2 separate regions of the Callithrix jacchus genome follow, and region 1 is linked to region 2. Evidence: chromatin contacts called from public Hi-C data. All regions are on one chromosome and are shown on one strand. The core of a region is the stretch at or near the end of the contact, and the rest is flanking DNA. Distances in the headings are between cores, read along the strand shown.

The links. A called contact is a pair of places that touch in the nucleus more often than the background predicts.
Region 1: a Hi-C map of skeletal muscle shows a contact between it and region 2, with 3 times the contacts expected there. The contact joins the enhancer-like site here to the promoter of MVP in region 2. A contact is called at or near these places in 2 of 3 Hi-C or Micro-C datasets (both in skeletal muscle).

The regions. Positions count from the first base shown.
Region 1 is chr12:29,793,339-29,799,739 of calJac240_pri, reverse strand. It overlaps QPRT (quinolinate phosphoribosyltransferase), which reads left to right. Exons shown (of 5, transcript XM_054242761.2): 3 at 1,708-1,937; 4 at 3,721-3,852; 5 at 3,925-4,366. The coding sequence ends at 4,143. Among named protein-coding and RNA genes, the nearest start is that of QPRT, 18 kb to the left of the region's middle. Within about 2 kb of position 1,934, at least 9 of the 16 cell types and tissues checked have an H3K27ac peak or open chromatin away from gene starts, as enhancers often do. A contact at or near this core is called in skeletal muscle, where this site is marked.
Region 2 is chr12:29,687,504-29,693,166 of calJac240_pri, reverse strand. MVP (major vault protein) reads left to right here and starts at 2,122. Exons shown (of 15, transcript XM_009009417.5): 1 at 2,122-2,180. It overlaps PAGR1 (PAXIP1 associated glutamate rich protein 1), which reads left to right. Exons shown (of 3, transcript XM_002756050.6): 3 at 1,300-1,792. The coding sequence ends at 1,499.

The DNA of each region.
Region 1 (6,401 bases), core at 685-3,184, 110 kb before region 2:
GGGAAGGAGATAACAGTGGGCCTGTTTCTGAGAGCTGAGCAAGCCAGGATGTCTCGCCTTCACTTCCACTTGGAGCAGAAGTGTGCTGTGTGCGTGTGCGTGCACATGTGTGTGCGCTAAATCAAACACCCTGGCGGGCTTTGTGTCCCCATCAAGGGGAAGCAAAGACCACGGATGGCGGGTGCCCATGAGACTGCAGGTATTCTCCCTGCCGACAGATGGCGCTGTTGCACCACGTCTGGGTTTACCTCTGCCCGCAGCCGGGCCGGGCCCATCACGGGCTCGGCTCAGAGCGCGAGGGAACTTCACCAATTCCACCAACCTTATTTTTTAAAAAAATGTTTGTAGCTCACGCCTATTATCCCAACACTTTGGGAGGCTGAGGCGGGCAGATTACTTGAGATCGAGAGTTCGGGACCAGCCTGGTCAAGACGGTGAAACCCTGTCTCTACTAAAAATATAAAATTAGCCGGGCATGGTGGCGGTTGCCTGTAACCCCAGCCACTAGGAAGGCTGAGGCAGGAGAATCGCTTGAATCCGGAAGGCGGAGGTTGAGGTAAGCCGAGATGTGGCACTGCACTCCAGCCTGGGCAACAAGAGTGAGACTCCGCCTCAAAAAAAAAAAAAAAAAAAAAAAAAAAAAAAGGAAGAAAAAAGAAAAATTACATCATGGAGAATGGGGTGTCCATCCCCCCAAACATTTATCCTTTGTGTTACAAACCAATTGCATTGTTTTATTTATTTTGAAATGTACGGTTTTTATTGACTATAGTCACCCTGCTGTGCTAGCAAATAGTAGGTCTTATTCATTCTTTCTATTTTTTTTTTTTGGTAACCATTAACCTTCCCCACCTCCCCATCATCCTCTTTTTCTTTGAGAGGAAGTTTTGCTCTGTCGCCCAGGCTTGAGTGCAGTGGCGAGATCTTGTCTCACTTCAACCTCCACCTCCTGGGTTCAAGCAATTCTCCTGCCTCAACCTCCCTAGTGGCTGGGGTTACAGGCACGCACCACCACACCCCACTAATACTTTTTCGGGGTTCCACCATGTTGGCCAGGCTGGTCTTGAACTCCTGACCTCAGGTGATCCACCCGCCTCAGTCTCCCAAAGTGCTGGGATTACAGGCATGAGCCACTACGCCCAGCCCCATCATTCTCATTTTATTAATTTATTATTTATTTATTTATTTTTAGATGAAGTCTTGCTTTGTCACCCAGGCTGGAATGCAGTGGTGTGACCTCAGCTCACTGCAACCTCTGCCTCCCAGGTTCAAGCAACTCTCTTGCCTCAGCCTCCTGGGTAGCTGGGATTACAGGTGCCCACCACCACGCCTGGCTAATTTTTATATTTTTAGTAGAGAGCATGTTGTCCAGGCTGGTCTCGAACTCCTGACCTCAAGTGATCTGTCTGCCTCCCAAAGTGCTGGGATTACAGGCATGAGTCACCGTGAGTGCTAGGATTTAAGCCAGAGGTTTAAATTATACTAGGTGCTCAGTGACCTCGTCCAGCACACAGCACTCTCCCACCCTTGCCCCCTTTCCGCCCACACCCCACACCCGCCTTCCTCATGCAGCCTCTCCCCTGGGGCTCCTAGATCTTGACGCTGATGGGCCAGTGCCCAGTTTCACTGGTTGTTAAATATTTTGACAATGACCCCTGACAGCAGGAGAGGCAGCCAAACTCAACAGCTGTTCTCTTTCCCCTCCAGGCCTGGCGCTGCTGCTGCCGCCTGTCACCCTGGCAGCCCTGGTGGACAGCTGGCTCCGAGAGGACTGCCCAGGGCTCAACTATGCAGCCTTGGTCAGCGGAGCAGGCCCCTCGCAGGCGGCGCTGTGGGCCAAATCCCCTGGGGTACTGGCAGGGCGGCCTTTCTTTGATGCCATCTTTACGCGACTCAACTGCCAAGTCTCCTGGTTCCTCCCCGAGGGATCGAAGCTGGTACCAGTGGCCAGGGTGGCCGAGGTCCAGGGCCCTGCCCACTGCCTGCTGCTGGGGGAACGGGTGGCCCTCAACATGCTGGCCCGCTGCAGTGGCATTGCCAGTGCTGCAGCTGCTGCGGTAGAGACCGCTAGGGGGGCTGGCTGGACCGGGCACGTAGCCGGCACGAGGAAGACCACACCAGGCTTCCGGCTGGTGGAGAAGTACGGGCTGCTGGTGGGCGGGGCCGCCTCACACCGCTACGACCTGGGAGGGCTGGTGATGGTGAAGGACAACCATGTGGTGGCCGCTGGTGGCATGGAAAAGGTGCCGGTCCTGCCTATCTGTGGTCCAACCTCGCCCTCAACACACCCCTCCCCTCCCCAGAGCCCCCACCCAGGACCTGGTGAACAGCCATGGCCTAGAGTCAGCAATGCAAGGCTCTTCCCACCTCAGCTCCTCCATCTAAGCTGGGCTCAGTAGAGCTCATCCCGTTAAGGGAATGCTGGGCTTGCTTTGTTTTTCTGGAGACATCGCCTCAGTCTCTCGAGTAGCTGGATCTGCAGGCAGTCTCCACCCCACTGGCCGGTTTTTCTTTTCTTTCTTTTTTTTTTTTTGAGACAGAGTCTCACTGTTTTGTGCAGGCTGGAGTGAAGTACACGATCTCGGCTCACTGCAACCTCTGACTCCTGGATTCAAGCAATTCTCCTGCCTCAGTCTCCCAAGTAGCTGGGATTACAGGCACCTGCCATCATGCCCGGCTAATTTTTGTATATTTTAGTAGAGATGGAGTTTCACCATGTTGGCCAGACTGGTCTCGAACTTCTGATCTCAGGTGATTCGCCTGCCTCAGCCTCTCAAAGTGCTAGGATTACAGGTGTGAGCCAGTTTGCTCAGCCATTTGTTTATTTATTTATTTATTTTAGAGATGGGGTCTCACTGTGTTGCTCAGGCTGGTCTCAAACTCCTGGACTCAAGCAATCCTCCCACCTTGGCCTCCCAAAGTGCTGGGATTACAGGCATGAGCCACCGAGCCTGGCTCTGGGGTTGCTTCTTTATCTTTGTTCTGCTGCTGTATGGTGTGACGTTCAAGAGCAAAGGACAACCCGGGGGAAGCCAGTGTCACTGGCACTGTCCCTCTAACCCTCTGCACCTAATTTCCCATCTGTGAAATTTCCATGAAGACTTCTTCTAACTTCAATATTCTGAGTCAAAGTGAACTCAAGTCCAAATGCATTGCTGATATTTAGCCACTTTTTGACCCACAAAAGGGGTCATTTTAAACTACAATAAAACAGAACATCCCAGCTGGGCACAGTGGCTCATGCCTGTAATCCAGCAATTTGGGAGGCCCAGGTAAGGGGATTATTTGAGGCCAGGAGTTTGAGACCAGTCCGAGCCACATAGCAAGATCCAGTCTCTAAAAAAATGAAAAAATTAGCCATGCTTATGGGCAAGCACCTGTAGTCCCAGCTACCTGGGAGGCTAAGGTGGGAGGATCACGTGATCCCAGGAGGCGGAGGCTGCAGTCAGCTATGATTGCACCACTGCACTCCAGCCTGGGTGACAGAGCGAGACCCTGTCTCAAAAACAAAACGAAACAAAACAAAAAAACCCCAATGTCTGGTGTCCTTATTAACCCTAAGCTCATGGTCCATCCAGGGCCTTTCAAACACCAATCCCGGCTCCCCATGCCCCGTGCCAGCCCTGGGCCCCAACCTCACCCTTGCCCTCCTGGCTCCCTGAGCCCCAGTACCAGGTTCTGGGCCCAGTCCTCACCCTTTTCCTCCTGGCTGTCTGGCAGGCAGTGCAGGTAGCCCGGCAGGCGGCGGACTTCGCCCTGAAGGTGGAGGTGGAATGCAGCAGCCTGCAGGAGGCCGTGCAGGCAGCCGAGGCGGGGGCTGACCTCGTCCTGCTGGACAACTTCAAGCCGGAGGTAAGGTGGGCTCTGCCTCTGGGGAGGGGGTCTGTGGTGGGCTCTCACCTCCCCTCGGCTTGTGTCCCGCAGGAGCTGCACCCCACGGCTGCTGCGCTGAAGACCCAGTTCCCGAGTGTGGCCGTGGAAGCCAGTGGGGGCATCACCCTGGACAACCTCCCCCAGTTCTGCGGGCCACATATAGACGTCATCTCCATGGGGATGCTGACCCAGGCAGCCCCCGCCCTCGATTTCTCCCTCAAGCTGTTTGCCGAAGAGGTGGCTCCAGTGCCTAAAACCCGCTGGTCCTAAACCGGAAGAGGATGACACCAGCCACGGGTTAATGTGGCTCTTTGGGACCCTCTGGGTCACACATTTTTAGTGTCAGTGACCAAGAGGGCACACCTGGCACTGGCTTGAGCCCAACTCCAACTCTGCCACCTGCTGCTCCTGTGACCTGGCAGGGCCTTCACCTCTGCTCACCTCAGTTTCCTAATCTGCAAAATGGGTCTAATAAAGGATCAACTGCATGGGATTTTGAGGTGATAATGAGCACATAGTGAGGGGTCAGCAAATGTCAGAAGTTACCCGAGATGGCTGGTCTCGGTGGCTCACGCCTATAATCCTAGTGCTTTGGGAGGCTGAGGTGGGTGGATCACCTGAGGTCAGGAGTTCAAGACCAGCCTGGCCAACATGGTGAAACCCTGTCTCTACAAAAATACAAAAATTAGCCAGGTGTGGTGGCAGCACCTGTAATCCCAGCTACTCAGGAGCTGAGGGATGAGAATCACTTGAACCCAGGAGGTGGAGGTTGCAGTGAGCTGATCGTGCACTCCATCCTGGGGGACAGAGGGAGACTCTGTCTCCAAAAAAGAAAGGAAGGAAAGAGAGAGGAACACAGGAAGGCGGGAAGGCAGGAAGGAAGGAAAGAAGGAAGGAAGAAAAAGAGAAGGAAAGGAAGGAAGGAAGGAAGAGAAAGAAAGAAAAAGTAAGAAAAGAAGAAAGGAAAAAGAAAGAAAGGCAGGCAGCTGGCACGATGGCTCATGCCTGTAATCCCAGCACTTTGGGAGGTTGAGGTGGGAGAATCACCTGCGGTCAGGAGTTCGAGGCCAGCCTGGCCAACGTGGCAAAACTCTGTCTTTACTAAAAATGCAAAAAATTAGCCAAGCATGGTGGCAGGTGCCTGTAATCCCAGCTATTGGGGAGACTGAGGCAGAATGGCTTGAACCCAGTAGGCAGAGTTTGCCGTGAGCTGAGATCACACCCTGGACTCCAGTCTGGGTGACAGAGTGAGACTCCATCTCAAAAAAAAAAAAAAAAAAAAAAGGCAAAAGCCCCAGACAGGCCAAGACCTTCATCATGCACGCAACCTGTACTGAACACCAGCACGGATAGCCCGGCTCAGCGCACAGCAGACATAGGTTCACTGGGCAGAGGCGCTGGGCTGATCTCGACGCTGCCTTTGGTGATGCCCTAAACAAAAGGGGCCAGTCCCACAGGACACAGCTCAGAGGTGCCACCTTCGACTGCCCATCTTCTCTAATCCCACCTCCACTCTGCCTGTATCTGTCCTTCCTCCAGGGGAAACGTGGACACGCCCAGGTGAACCCCAGCTTCTCATGCCTGAACTGGGGAAACTGAAGCCCCATGGGACCAGGGGCGCCACTGGACATCAAGGCAGGAAAGTTGGGCGCAGAGGTGATCTGGGAACTGGAAGGGAAAATGCATGGGATCCAGGCAGGCGTTGGGGTCCGATAGAGCCAGAATCGAGGAGTGGGTACCAGGAGCTGCAAACTCTAGTGCCTCCAGGACCCATTCGGATAAAATAAATGGGCGGAGCTGGAATAAGACAAAGCAGGTGGTGAGCTGTGCCCGACTGGAAAATGCTGCTCGTTGCAGCCACAGCGCTTCATTAAAAAAACAAAAGGAACCTGCCTGGCTGAGTCTTAAGCTCCCCTGAACCCAGAGTTGGGTTAGCTCTCCAGGAACCTGCAGATCTGAGAGCTGGGGAGGGCACTCCATCACCGGGAGAACAGGAAATGATCCTGGGCAGGCAAGGGCAAGACATGCCCTCCTTGCAGGGAAATGGATTTTTAGGCAGGGGAGACGGCATGGGCAGAGGCCCAGAGGTAGGAAGTGGCTCGGGTTGTTTGCTGTAAGATTTCAAGCTGTGATCAAGAGGTGGCTAGGAGATGGGCTGGGTCCAGACCACAAAGTGCTAGGTCGGAGGATTTGGACTCTGTCCCAGGAGCAAGCTGGAAATCAAGCTGGAAAATCAGATAAGCCTATTTGCAGTTTCAATCCAGTCTGCTGCAGAAGGATGCATTTGAGGGGGCCAGACCGGCTGTGGGGAGGCCAGGAGGAGCTGGGTTTTTTTTGTTGTTGTTGTTTTGTTTTGTTTCATTTTGAGACAGAGTCTAGCTGTCACCTAGGCTGGATTGCAGTGGCTCAAGCTTGGCTCACTGCAACCTCCACCTCCCTGGTTCAAGCGATTCTCTTGCTTCAGCCTCCCAAGTAGCTGGGATTATAGGCATCCACCACCACGTCCGGCTAATTTTTGTATTTTTAGT
Region 2 (5,663 bases), core at 873-3,372:
CCTGAGATCACGCTGCCACACTCTAGCCTGGGCCATGGAGTGAGACTCTTTAAAGAAAAAAAAAAATTACAGATAATTCCTTAAAACACACACACACACACACGTCATTGATTCTGGAAAATTACAAATAATTCTATTATGTTTCCCATTCCCAGAAGTCCAGGTCCTGGCCTTTCAGTATTGTGTAGCTTGCATCCCTCTACTACCATGTACATCTTTAATCACACCAGTGACCCCATTTCCCACCCCACATGCCTTTCTAGAATTTACCCTCAGAGTCATGTCTTTTTTGGAGAGACAAGGTCTTGCTATGTTGCCCAGACTGGTTGGTCTCAAACTCTTGGGCTCAAGTGATCCACTGCCTTGGCCTCCCAAAATGCTGAGATTCCAGGCATGAGTCACCGCACCCAGCCTAGAGACATTTTTTATTTTTCTCTCTTACCTGCACTTTCACACCAACAGCAAGTCTTGCTAACTCCAAGATGTACATTCCAAGTACCTCTGCTACTCTCCACTTTCAACACTATACCCCCATCCAAGCCACCATCTTTGCCTGGATAGTTGCAGTAGCTCCTAACTGGGCTCTCTGCTTCCAGTTTCTGCAACTCAGATGATCCTTTTAAAATATAAATCGTGTCACTTTTTTTTTTTTTTTTTGAGTCGAAGTCTCTCACCCAGATTGGAGTGTAGTGGCATGATCTCTGCCCACTGCAACTTGCGCCTCCTGGGTTCAAATGATTCTCCTGCATCAGCCTGCTGAGTAGCTGGGATTACAGGCACATGCCACCATGCCTAGCTAATTTTTGTGATTTTTAGTAGAGATGGGTTCTTGCCATGTTGGCCAGGCTGGTCCTAAACTCCTGACCTCAAGTGATCTGCCTGCGTCAGCCTCCCAAAGTGCTGAAATTACAGGCGTGAGCCCCTGCACCTGACCATAAGTCATGTCGCTTTTCTACTTAAAATTTTCCAAGGGATTCCATCTTGCCAGGGAAGAGCGAGAGTGCCAGCTCTCTGCACTCTTCTCTGAACAGAACTCTGTTCTTGTCCTGGGCCTTTACCCTTGCCGTCCCCCTCCCGCATATGGTCCTCCCTGCTCTTCACATTGCTCATGCCATCCTGTCATTCAAGACCTTCACCACTCACTCTTTCTGAGGCCCAACCCTGAACCTCAGGTCCTCCCAGACAGAGGCCTGGGGACCTGAATGTTTAACTAGCTCCCCAAGTAATGAGTGAGGTTCAGGCAGGTCTGGTGCACACCGCCTCCATCCTTTCCATGTATCTTACCTTCCCCTTCTCCAGGAAGCTCAGCCCGGAGCCAGAAACGGGAGGCCCGCCTGGACAAGGTGCTCTCGGACATGAAGCGACACAAGAAGCTGGAGGAGCAGATCCTTCGTACTGGAAGGGACCTCTTCAGCCTGGACTCGGAGGACCCCAGCCCCACCAGCCCCCCACTCCGATCCTCAGGGAGCAGTCTCTTCCCTCGGCAACGGAAATACTGACTCCTGCTGCTCCTGCCTCTAGGGTGCAGCATCTGTACCTGCTGGGACCTGGGCCCTCCTTCCCCAGCCCAGACACTGAGAAACTTGGGAAGAAGAGAGAAACCCCAAGCTCCCAAACAGCACGTTGCAGGAAAGAGGAAGAGAGAGGAGAGAGAGAGAGAGAGAGAGAGAGAGTGTGTGTGTGTGTGTGTGTGTGTGTGTGCGTGTGCATGTTTTCTATTGAACACCTATTTGGAGACTGGGACTGAATTTTCTGAGTCTGAAATAAAAGATGCAGAGCTATCATCTCTTAAGAGGAGTGGCTGTAGCTGGAGCCTCAACAGTTTGGTCCCTCTTGAAGGGAGAGGCAGAATTGTATTCACCCAGATTGGAAAATGAAAGCCAGATGGGCAGAGGCGCCCTCAGTCAGCACCTGCCCTGTCTCGCATTCTCCAGCCACACCCCAGTGCTGCCAGCTGGCTCCAAGGCAGAAACTGATGAGCGGGCAGGGAGCAGTGTGCCTTCAGCTGCAGCAGAGACAGCCCAGAGGACAAAATGAGAACCAGCTGCAGGGGCCCTTTAACTCTCAAGCCCCACCCCTGGGCCAGGCCTGGCTTGGCCTGCCGGGAAGTGATTCATCCCCAGGGCTGGGTGAGAGTTTTCCATCTCAGGCGTGTGTTGCAGCTAGCCGCACTTCTAGATGTGAGTACGTGGTACTGGCCGCCCAAACCTCAAATCCGGCAGATCTTTGTATCCCTTGAGGCTGTCTTTAACCCTGTCCTGTTTTCAAGGGCCTTGCTTCTGCTGGAGGGCAGGGAAAACCTGAATCAGAGTTGGGAAGGAGGATGGGCGGTGGCTTTGCTTTGGGAGATTTCACTTTCCAATAATTGAAGTTTTCTGGGTTTTGAAGTAAAGGTAGATTAACTCACCAACACTGTTCCCCACTGCCCTGCAACTCTCGGGCCTCTGACTTCAGGGTTCCACATGGGACATCAGGTGGGCAACCTCAGTGTTCATTCAGACCCCATCTCAGAGCTACATCGGTGCTCGCTCTACTTACCTGCACTGTCCTGGGGACCTGGGCTCTGGCCTTTCACCTTGAGCCCCAAGAATGTGACCTGTCCACATTCAGGCCCCTTAACTCTGACAGAGGAGGCTTTCCTACTGCCCCAGCCGGATGTTGACCTCAGCCGATCATTCCGGAAGTCATTAGAGTGATTTCTAGAAGGCATAGAATTTGGTAACCAAGGTTCTTTCCCTTTTTGGGAGGATGTTTAGCTGTACCCACCAGGCTGAGATTCTGGGGATCTTAGAGCAGTCCCTTGGGTGGGGGTGATAGTGAGGCTGATGGCCCCTGTGTCCTCTGCTCCTTGCCTAGGTGACCCCTGGGTGATGGGGGAAAAGGCTGGCTGTCATGTGGGGTATGAGGTGGCTCTCCCAGAAACTCCCTTGGCACACACAGCACTGGGTTGGCCCTGGGGTGTGGCTGTTTGGACAGGATAGCCCACTATAGCCTTGAGCAGGTAGGGAGGCCACCTTGAGAGGGTGGCCCAGAGACAGCCTGAGAGCTCCATGGTAACAGGGTGCTCAGGTTACCTTGGGTGTTGCCCTCCCAGGTTCTAGGGGAACAGAGGCTGGGCACTGGCCCGGGTTACAGAAAACACCTTTGAACTGCCATTGGCGCCATCTGGGAAAGTACCCAGCCCCACCCAGTTCCTCTAGTCCTTGTTCTTGGTTTAGAATCTTCCTGTTTCTGCCTGAAAAGCCACTGCCTCCTGGTTTGTGGTCTCTGCAGTCATGATGCCCAGAGCACACTTTGAGCTTCATCCTTTGATAACTGCGTGCTCTTGGGCAAGTTTCTTAACTTTCAGGCTCTTGTGAGGATAGCATGAGTTAATTGAGGCCTGACAGATTAAGCTCATGGTAAGTGGGAGCTATTACTTGGGGGCGTTTGCCTAGAACACAGGGTCCAGAGGCTGTCTCCAGGAAACCTAGACCCAGTGGGTCAAAAGTGAGGCCTGCAAAAAGCAGCAGGAGTGGGGTTAAGAATTCCAGCCCAGGGCTGGGCATGGTGACTCAGGCCTGAAATCCCAGCACTTTGGGAGGCCCAGGTGGGAGGATGGCTTGAGGCCAGGAGTTGCAGACCAGCCTGAGCAACATGAGGAGACCTCCGTCTCTTGTTTGTGTGTGTCGGCGGGGGGGTTGTTCTTTAAAAAAAAAAAAATGATAATAATTCCAGCTCAGTCCCACGATTAGACAACTTTAGAAAATATTGCTGTAGATGAGGGGTTCTGAAGCTTGGTTCGTGGGTCGTATCATATCCAGTTGGTTCTTGCCTCTGGTGACTGGTGTTAATTGGCAGGAATGGGGGGAGGGAGAACAAGTGGAGGTCTGGGCTGGCCTAGCTGTTCTGTCTCCCCCTTACCTCCTGAAGGTCACCAGGCTGTTCCCCCTCCCACAAAGTGGCCCAGTTGGGCTGGAGCTCAGATCCGATTTCCTTGGGAAGAGAAGTTCCTAAAACTGTGGCTTTTTAAAAAAGCAATTTATGTGAGACAGATTCGCAATTTCCATTAATGATCTCCTAAAGCGGGTAAACCAGGAAGCTGCTGGGTGAAAATAGGCTGTTGGTAATTCCTGAGTCATGTGACTCATTCTCTAAATAGACTAGAATATTTAACTTAAATCAGCGAGGAGAAACTCCATGAAGTTGTGTTCCTGTTTATACCAAACTTTACGTGCCTTTTCCTAAACCTGAAGCTGTGGGAGGTCTGGGGACAAGGCTGGGTCACCGACCTCACCTCCAACCTCTGGACTGCGCGGACCAAGAGCCCTGGGGTTGGGGATAGAGGAGGCTGCTTAGACCTGGGTAAGTGAATGGGCTGGAAGAAAATAAGTACAGTTCCCTGCCCTTGAGCAGCCTGCAATCTGAGCTGTGTGTTTTTGTTTTTGAGACAAGAATCTCAGTCTGTCGCCCAGGCTGGAGTGCAGTGGGGCAATCTCAGCTCACTGCGACCTCTGCCTCCTGGGTTCAAGCAATTCTCTTGCCTCAGCCTCCTGAGTAGCTGGGTCTATAGGTGCCCACTACCACACCTAGCCAATGTTTTGTATTTTTAGTAGGGACAAGGTTTTACCACGTTGGCCAGGCTGGTCTCGAACTCCTGACCTCAGGCAGTCTGCCCACCTTGGCCTCCAAATGTGTTGGGATTACAGCCACCGTGCCCAGCCTGGAACAGATCTTTATCCTCCTTCCAGGTCCTACTGTGCATCAGAGACCCTCTATCCTCTAATACCTCTGATTTCAGGAAGCAGTCATTTTTTTTTTCTTTTCTTTTTTTTTTTTTTTTGAGATGGTCTCAAAAAAAAAAGTGCATTGAGAGTGCATGCACTCTGTTGTCCAGGTTAGAGTGCACTTGTGGGTACCATTTACGGTTCACTGCAGCCTTGACCTTCCTCCTCCCACCTCAGCCTCCAAAGCAGCAGGGACCACAGGTGTGTGCCACCATACCTAGCTAGTTTTTTTTTTTTTTTTTTTTGAGGTGGAGTTTTGCTCGTTACCCAGGCTGGAGTGCAATGGTGCGATCTCGGCTAACCGCAACCTCTGCCTCCTGGGTTCAGGCAATTCTGCCTCAGCCTCCTGAGTAGCTGGGATTACAGGCACGCACCACTATGCCCAGCTAATTTTTTGTATTTTTGGTAGAGACGGGGTTTCACCATGTTGACCAGGATGGTCTCGATCTCTTGACCTAGTGATCCACCCGCCTCGGCCTCCCAAAGTGCTAGGATTACAGGCGTGAGCCACCGAGTCCGGCTACCTAGATAGTATTTTTTTATGATTTTGGTAGCGACGGGGTCTTCCTGTGTTGCCCAGGCTGGTCTTGAACTCCTAGTGTCAAGCGGTCTTCCCACCTTGGCCTCCCGAAGTGCTGGGATTACAGGCGTGAGTCACCAGGCCTGGTCAACAGTCGCTTTTATTACTCACTTCACTGGAGAGGAAAGCTCAGAGGCTAGCAAGTGGCCCGGGAGCATGCTCCCAGTGCTAAAAACTGCTGGAGTGACATTCTTCCACTGGCTCTCAATCCTGGCTATATGTTAAGAGTCAGAGGGGAGAACTTTTAAAAATTGCAGTGCTTGAACCTCACCCAGTCCAATTAAACAGAATCACCAGAGATGGATGGCTTTAAAAAA